Linked DNA regions of Mus musculus: region 2 is linked to region 1. Evidence: chromatin contacts called from public promoter capture Hi-C data. All regions are on one chromosome and are shown on one strand. Each heading gives the region's core, a stretch centred on a gene start, on an enhancer-like site or on the middle of the called end of the contact. The rest is flanking DNA. Distances are from core to core; before and after follow the strand shown.

Region 1 (3,537 bases), core at 278-2,777:
AGACAGGGTCTCACTATGAAACTCTGACTGTCCTGGTATAAACTATGTGGAGCAGGCTGGCCTCAAATTGCCCGGCAGCAGACTCCTGCCTCTGCCTCCAGAGTGATGCGACTAAGGGCAGACACCACTATGCCCTTCAGTCATTATCTCTCTAATAAGGGCAGTATTATTTTGGATTTTTAAAAATTCATAACTTAAAAAAACCCAAAAACTTCATAACTTACTCTTCATGATCTAGACTTAACTGTCAACCAGTTCCCTGTCTACTAACAAGTACACTTTGTTTCTATTCTCATTCAGAGGGAAACTATATTGAAAGAATAGTTTTTCTCTGTGTGTATAGGAACAGTATCTGCAATACAATGACCAGTAAATGAATAAATAGATAACATATAAGAACACCTTTAACACTATTAGGCCATAGCTTCAACTTTAAAGACTGAACAAGGATTTCAAGCATGAGGACTGTATATAAGAATGAAGATTGGATAGCAAAGAGGGACTTGGCTCATTTCTCCATTTCATTGTATATGCTCAATTAATGGCATAATTCTCCATGCTACAAAGTATATTATTTGCCATTCTCTTCCATCTTTAATTTCTGTATTACAGGGTTCAATTTATATAAATGAAACACACATACCATACAGATCTACTATGTGTCTATTTTATAGAGATTGAAAAAATTGATCATTGGTGTATGATTGTTTACAAATATATAAGCTGGGTACGTGGGATCTCTAAATTCAAGGCCATTCTGGTTTATAGACCAAGTTCCAGGGCCTACCTCAAAAAACCAAAAAGAAAAAAGAAAGAAAGAAAGAAAGAAAGAAAGAAAGAAAGAAAGAAAGAAAGAAAGAAAGAAAGAAATCCATATAAAGCCTGTTATAACAAAAGGGAAGACTATTGTAATTTCTTCTGTAAGAGTTATAATTGCAAAAATGCTGACATTGGGGCGGGGGGGGGGGGGGAAGCCTGGAATTGAGCCAAAGAGAAAAGCCTTCAGAATTCCTTCTAACACCCTCATAACTGAAGGCTAGACAGGCAGCACTGCACTGGGACGTAATCCAGAGAAATCCAGTCTACCAAACATGGACATTGTGACCTAGATGAGCAGTAAAAGACAGGGAGAAAAGGAAAGAAAATAAAAGGCGTCTACTTACCCACACTGCAGAGCACGCCTCAGGCAGATAGGAAATAGAGCCTTATGGAGCAGCTCAGCCGTATCACATACACAGTGTAAGCTTGGTGTTAGCGTCCAGCATGCGACTGTTTGTTTTTTTTGCAAAAAAGAACCCCAAACAGGTCGTCCTCTTTTCCCTTTGTGCATTTGTGCTTAAACTCCAAAGGGTTAGTGAAACTTGTAAGCAAGGATGTCAGTTAATCAGAACAATACTTTACATGAAACACACACAGTACAGGGACACATCATGCTCAATGTAGTGGTGCTCAGCAGCTTGTCCTGTCCTTCTCTTCCCCCTCCCATCCCTCTTTAACTTTTCAAAATGAGAACTGGATGTTCTCAGCAAGCAATTGTTAAAACTTTCACATACTCCCTTATATGGTGAAGCAACAGCCACTAGAGTGGGCTGCTTTACACTGAAAATTCCTCACCAGCACACATTTCCTGGAAATGTATTATCAAAGCAGGACTGCTTCTATCCTGTAGACTTTATGAACTTATAATTTATATCCATTTTTCAGAATCAAGTATATTTTGTTTTGAATAGTCATTTTTTGAATCATATAGACCAAATATGATTTACCATGTTAGCTGTCTCCACATAAACTGGCCATTGCTTCACAACATAGGAAATAAGCAGGCAAACACACTGTATATCCCAGAGACACATGTATATAACTTGGTTAAATGCACACACACACACAAATATCCAGAAACAACTTAAGACAATCGACAGCAACTATAATGACTTCCATGTGGTACAAAAGTGAAGGTGAGGTGAGAACTGGTAATGTGCTATGTGACAGGATGGCCATGGATGGTGAGGGGAACCAGCGTCTCAGTCAGTGAAGTTCACTCTCCCTGGTCACGCTACAGAAGGAAGAGGGTTATAAGCATGTTCTTGCCAATATCCACAACCCTTGGCTATCAACTCTTGGGTGACAATGTCTCAAAGGAGTAAAATCTTAGTGACCTGTGATCAGATACAAATACAGAATTTAAATTCTCATTAACTGTTTTCCAATATGCAATGGTAAAATGTGGGTGGAGGTGGGAGTGGACCAGAAACAGAGGGTTTGCTATAAATGCCCTCTGATATTTTTGACTGACCAACACATCATGGAACCCCAGTAAAGAAACACATGACAAATGGCTGCTAAGGTGAGGTTAAATATTAAGTCACATTGGTCATGGCAAGCTAGTGAACATGACTCTCAATCAGCAAAGCCACTTTCATACCACTTAAAAGGCTTCCATAATATATGGAGCCAAAAAGTAAAAATACCTTTTGTTCCGTCTGCTGAGCCAACTCGCTTTGGAGCTGCTGGAGTTGGTTTGCAGAACCATCACAAAGGTCATGGTAAGTCTTGTTCAGCACACGCAACTGCTCAGAGATCTGTTCCTTCTCTCCTTCTGAAAGCCTGAAGGACGAAGCATTAGATTTCTCTCAAGGCAAGAACTCTCCAAACTATATTCAAAACTGCTCTATTGTTGCCATGAATGGATTATCTGAATACATCCAGTCTCTTATACTGAACTTTGGCATCTCACACATATTCCATGATTCTTAGTGATGTCAATGCTATATAACGCTATGCTCATAGTGCTGCAACTATAATCAAAATGACCTCCTTGCTTTCTTAGCCTTACTCATATACCACAAATTTGGATGCTGAAATAATATAAATTCATTGTTCAGTTAAATTATTAGATCTAAAAATGCATGATATAGTTTTATTTTATATGTCTTTACTCCTTCCACAGATATTCTCATTTTAAACAAATTATAAATCTCACTTAGCTATCACCTACCTAGTCATCTTTAACTTATTTTAAAGCCTTTGTATGTGGATGTATTTGGTGAGCACATTGTTCATCACACCCCTTTTCCCTTGTCTCCTCTCCCAATCTTAGCCATTTTTGTTTGGTTTGGGTTGTTTTTAAGAGATCAGGTCTTTATGTAGCCCAGGCTGGGTGAGCTTCAGCTGGTGACCCTTCTGGGTTAGCTTCCTATGATGGGATTACCATCGTGCAATGCTTACTTAACTCCAAGTTTTACTATTCAACCACCTTTGCTTTAGGCTGGAAACAGATACTGTCACCTAATATCACCATGGGTTTGTCACCAGAGCTATTTATTTCCTGTCTTCCTAGAGGTTCACCTCTTGAATCTGGTGAAACCTAAAAGTTGGTTGCCTCCCCCATATTAATTCCGAGAATGAACTATGTTAGAGTTTCCTACAAACTGATTGAGATTCCCCCAAGCCTTCCTTGACTCTTCAAATTGCTCTGAGCCTATCATTTTCTCTATTTATCTTCAGTTTATCTCTGGCATCTAAACCCTGCAATGGATT
Region 2 (3,956 bases), core at 1,342-3,841, 160 kb after region 1:
TTAATTGTTCTCTTTCTAAAGATAACTACTAACCTATAAAACTGGCCAATACATAGCCAGGAAAAATCCCAACAAACTAGGAAAAGCTGTTTAACACCCATAAAAATCTAAAAATAAATGTTTCCTAACCTCCCTGGTGATCTTTCTTCCCCCCTCCCCCTCTTTTTTGTATGTAAGAATTTACAAGGACTTCTCTATGGTCCAGAAGAAAATAAAATGAGTTAATTTAAAAACAAAATCTAAGCACATTTTAAAAAATGAGCTAATATGTTACAAAATGAGACCCTGGGCCCCAAATAGGAAACAAAGTTCCATTTGAAGCAAAGGGATCACACTTGGTGCCTTCTTCCCTGGTCTCTTTTCTAGGCCTCTGCTTTCCATCCAGATGGAGCAGGAACAGGCCAGACTGGATAGGTGGCTCTTGGTCAGGAAAACCTGAGTGACCCTGCAGGCCCACAGGTGGCGCTGCTTGTTAACAGCAGCTCACATCCCCTCAGGGGAAGGAAGCTGCAAGGTCAGCTGCAGAAGAGCAGACAGGAAATCTGGACAGCCAGATTCCAAAGGAATTTGTGTCCCTCGGTCAAGGCAAGGGACATCCTGCCAGGGTCCATTCCAAAGGTGGTGTCACTTCCAACAAGGTCTAACCGTTGCTTCCCAGTAGGTTGGAATACAAAAAAAGACTGCTGAGGGAATGAGGCAAGCATGGAGCCTGTAGGTCACTGCAAGGAACTGAGCTGTTATGGCCTAAGTCAGAGAATGAAGAGATCCAACACCACAGGTCAAGTAGGCACAGCCCAGGAAAGGGATTTAAAACAATCCTCTTATGTCTGTAACTCTTCAAAGAGGACAGGAAGCTCAGACTTACTCTTTTTTTTTTTTTTTTTTAATTCCTCAAATGAAAACTTCTGCTGAAAACAAAAGCAACCTCCTTCCTTCCCACCCAAGGCCCAACTGATTTATAGTCACCAAGTGTCTCCTGGTATACAACAAAATATGCTATCGACAGGAAATAGAAAAAAAATCCATGTCTTTCCGAAGGAAGGGGAAGAACCACACCACATTACATCCTCATAGAGACAGGAGATCTGCTCATCGGGGTCCAAACCAAGCTCAGGGAACGCTGACTGTTCCTCTGGGCTGCACCCATCTGGAACACAGGGACAAAACCTAGCTGCTCTTGAATCAAGCCATCTTGTTATGGGCAAAAGAAAGCACCCTGATGCTCTAATGCCAACCAGAACCACATTCCACAAATATCCTAATTTTTGCTGATGAACAAAAGGAAAAGAACCCAAAAGTAATGCTTGCAAAATACCTACAGAGACACAAAGAACATTTGCCAACAGCGACAGGTGACCCCAATACTTGTCTTGCTGTAACTGGGTGTGTGGTACAAGCCAGAGAAGCTGACTGAAAATGTCTTGTCTGCCAAAAGTAATCATTGTAATGATAGCTGTCTTTCCCCAGTGCCTAGCTACAAGGGTACAGAGTTGGCTTTCCCCCAACCAGACATACTACTGGCCCCTCCCTCTCCTGAAGGCTATTCTCTGTTGAGAAGAATTACGTTTTGTCCATGCTACAAAGGTCAAAGTCACAAGAAGCCTTATCCAAGGTCATCAGCTACACTACAAAGAAGGTCACAGTCACTAAAGCCAAGCTACAGGGAGGGAGCACTCGTCAACTACTACAGGTCTTCCATGAAAACAGAACCGCACAATGGATTCTCAAAAAACTCATCCCACCTAACAAACAAACAAAATGCCTTCTCCCTCCAAATGCCTTATCTCCCCTTTCTCCTAATATCTCTTATTTTGGTATACACATTTACCTGCCTGCTGTCCACACACATAAAGCATCCCTCCATTATTCAATTCGACATTTATTTAGTCATTCAATTGTTGGTTTGTTTTTTGAAACAAGATCTCACTATATCTCAGACTGGCCTCAAACTTATTATAGCTAAGAATAACCTTGAACTCCCAATCTTTCTGCCTCTACCTCCAAAGTTCAGGATTACAAGGGCAGACCAGGAACTTGCTCTGTAGACCAGATCTCAGAGAACTCAGAGATGGACCTGCCTCTGCCTCCCAGTGCTGGGATTAAAGGCATGCACAAGCACCATCCAACTCACTTGTTTGTTTTTTTAGACAAGATCTCGCCATATATCGCTAGCTGGCTTGATTCTACTTTCCAAGTGCTGGAATTAAAGATGTGTGATACAACATGCAGCTTTTTGGCATACATTTATGAATTCTTGCTAACCATGAACACAAAGATGAATGATATGCCATCCCAGCTCTCAACACGCACAGACTCTTGCAGAGCACAAAAAAGTAAACAATTGTCATTCAGTAGGATGGGTATCATCAAAAAGAAAGAATACAGGTTCTAGGGATACCAGTTTTACCCAGAGAAAGGAACCTTTCAATCAAGGATCTCTGAAAATAGTCTACCTTCCTCATTCCCAACTTAACACATCCAAATGATGCTGCCCACAGTTCCAAGGCTGTCAATTAGCACAGCATGTAAGAACAGGAACAGCTCCACAAGGGAAGAAAACTCTTGAGTCAGCCTTCAGAGGAAGTTCCACAAGCCCACACCCAGAAAGCCTGACTTGAACAATCCCTATTGTCTGCCCCTCCCAGGGCCAGAGACTGGACGTGTAGGAGGGTTTATTTGAAGAGAAAGGAGCAGACATTAAAACCCACATTATTCCCAGGGACCAAACTTCTCTCCATGACAGTCTCAGTAACTGTCATTTAGTTTTGTTCTTCCCACTAGGTTAAACAGCAGCTTAATCATGCAGAGGCATCTAACGTAAAACAACATATTTTTTTAATGTATTTTTAAAAACAAAACCCAGGGCTGGTGAGATGGCTCAGCGGGTAAGAGTACTGACTGCTCTTCCAAAGGTCCTGAGTTCAAATCCCAGCATCCACATGGTGGCTCACAACCACCCATAATGAGATCTGATGCCCTCTTCTGGTGTGTCTGAACACAGCAACAGTGTACTTATTTATAATAATAAATAAATCCTTGGGCCAGAGCAAGCAGAGAGCAGAAAGTGAGCAGGGCCGACCAGAGCGAGCGAGCGAGGCTAACTGTAGCCAGCAGAGGTCCTAAATTCAATTCCCAACCACCACATGAAGGCTCACAACCATCTGTACAGCCACAGTGTACTCACATACATAAATCAATAAATAAACAAGTCTTAAAAAACAAAACAAAACCCCAAAGCTCAGTCATTAGAAATGTTATAAGGGTCTTGATTATATTTATACTTTGTGCAAAGCATCACTAAGTCTTATCTTCTGATAACTAGATATCCACTATTGAGCAGTGGGGAATCAAACACACTAACTACTTTCTCTGGGTCAGCACTAGTAAAAGAAGGAAAACCAGTGAGATCTCTCTAGCAACAAGAGTAGAACATCTTATTAGGACACCCAGAATAGGTGTTACAATTATCACAGGCTATTTTCTCTACCTTCCTACCATCTGAGAGAAAGAGAGAAAGTGGAAAGGCAGAATAGACTCAATCTAATATATATTATATAAATATAGATAAACCCAGGTGCCCACTGAATACCTGGTCCTCAGGGATAGAAGTGCTGGTCCATTTAGTGTGCATGGTGGGAGGATACTGGGAAGACAGGGCAAATGGAAATGGCAGACTAAAACCAAGAACTATCATTACCAAATCATATTGCTGGATGTAAGGGGTCTTGGTTGCCCCTAAGGTCTAGGGCAGGTTAAGAAAAGTGAAAGAAGCCGGGCGTGGTAGCGCACGCCTTTAATCCCAGCACTCTGGAGGCAGAGGCAGGTGGATTTCTGAGTTCGAGGCCAGCCTGGTCTACAAAGTGAGTTCCAGGACAGCCAGGGCTACACAGAGAAACCCTGTCTCGAAAAACCAAAAAAAAGAAAAAAGAAAGAAAAGTGAAAGAAATATCACTATT

The links. Capture Hi-C pulls out chosen DNA fragments and counts their contacts.
Region 2: a contact with region 1 is called in a promoter capture Hi-C map of adipose tissue. The contact joins two enhancer-like sites. A contact is called at or near these places in 1 of 484 Hi-C or Micro-C datasets (nephron progenitors), 1 of 115 datasets of contacts at active chromatin or transcription factors (embryonic stem cells) and 1 of 9 other capture datasets (adipose tissue).

The regions. Positions count from the first base shown.
Region 1 is chr4:123,477,719-123,481,255 of GRCm38.p6, forward strand. It overlaps Macf1 (microtubule-actin crosslinking factor 1), which reads right to left. Exons shown (of 98, transcript NM_001199136.1): 35 at 2,469-2,604. Among named protein-coding and RNA genes, the nearest start is that of D830031N03Rik, 68 kb to the left of the region's middle. Within about 2 kb of position 1,528, at least 23 of the 459 cell types and tissues checked have an H3K27ac peak or open chromatin away from gene starts, as enhancers often do. A contact at or near this core is called in adipose tissue, where this site is marked.
Region 2 is chr4:123,633,045-123,637,000 of GRCm38.p6, forward strand. All of the region lies in intron 1 of Macf1 (microtubule-actin crosslinking factor 1), which reads right to left. Among named protein-coding and RNA genes, the nearest start is that of Mir6398, 19 kb to the left of the region's middle. Within about 2 kb of position 2,592, at least 29 of the 459 cell types and tissues checked have an H3K27ac peak or open chromatin away from gene starts, as enhancers often do. A contact at or near this core is called in adipose tissue, where this site is marked.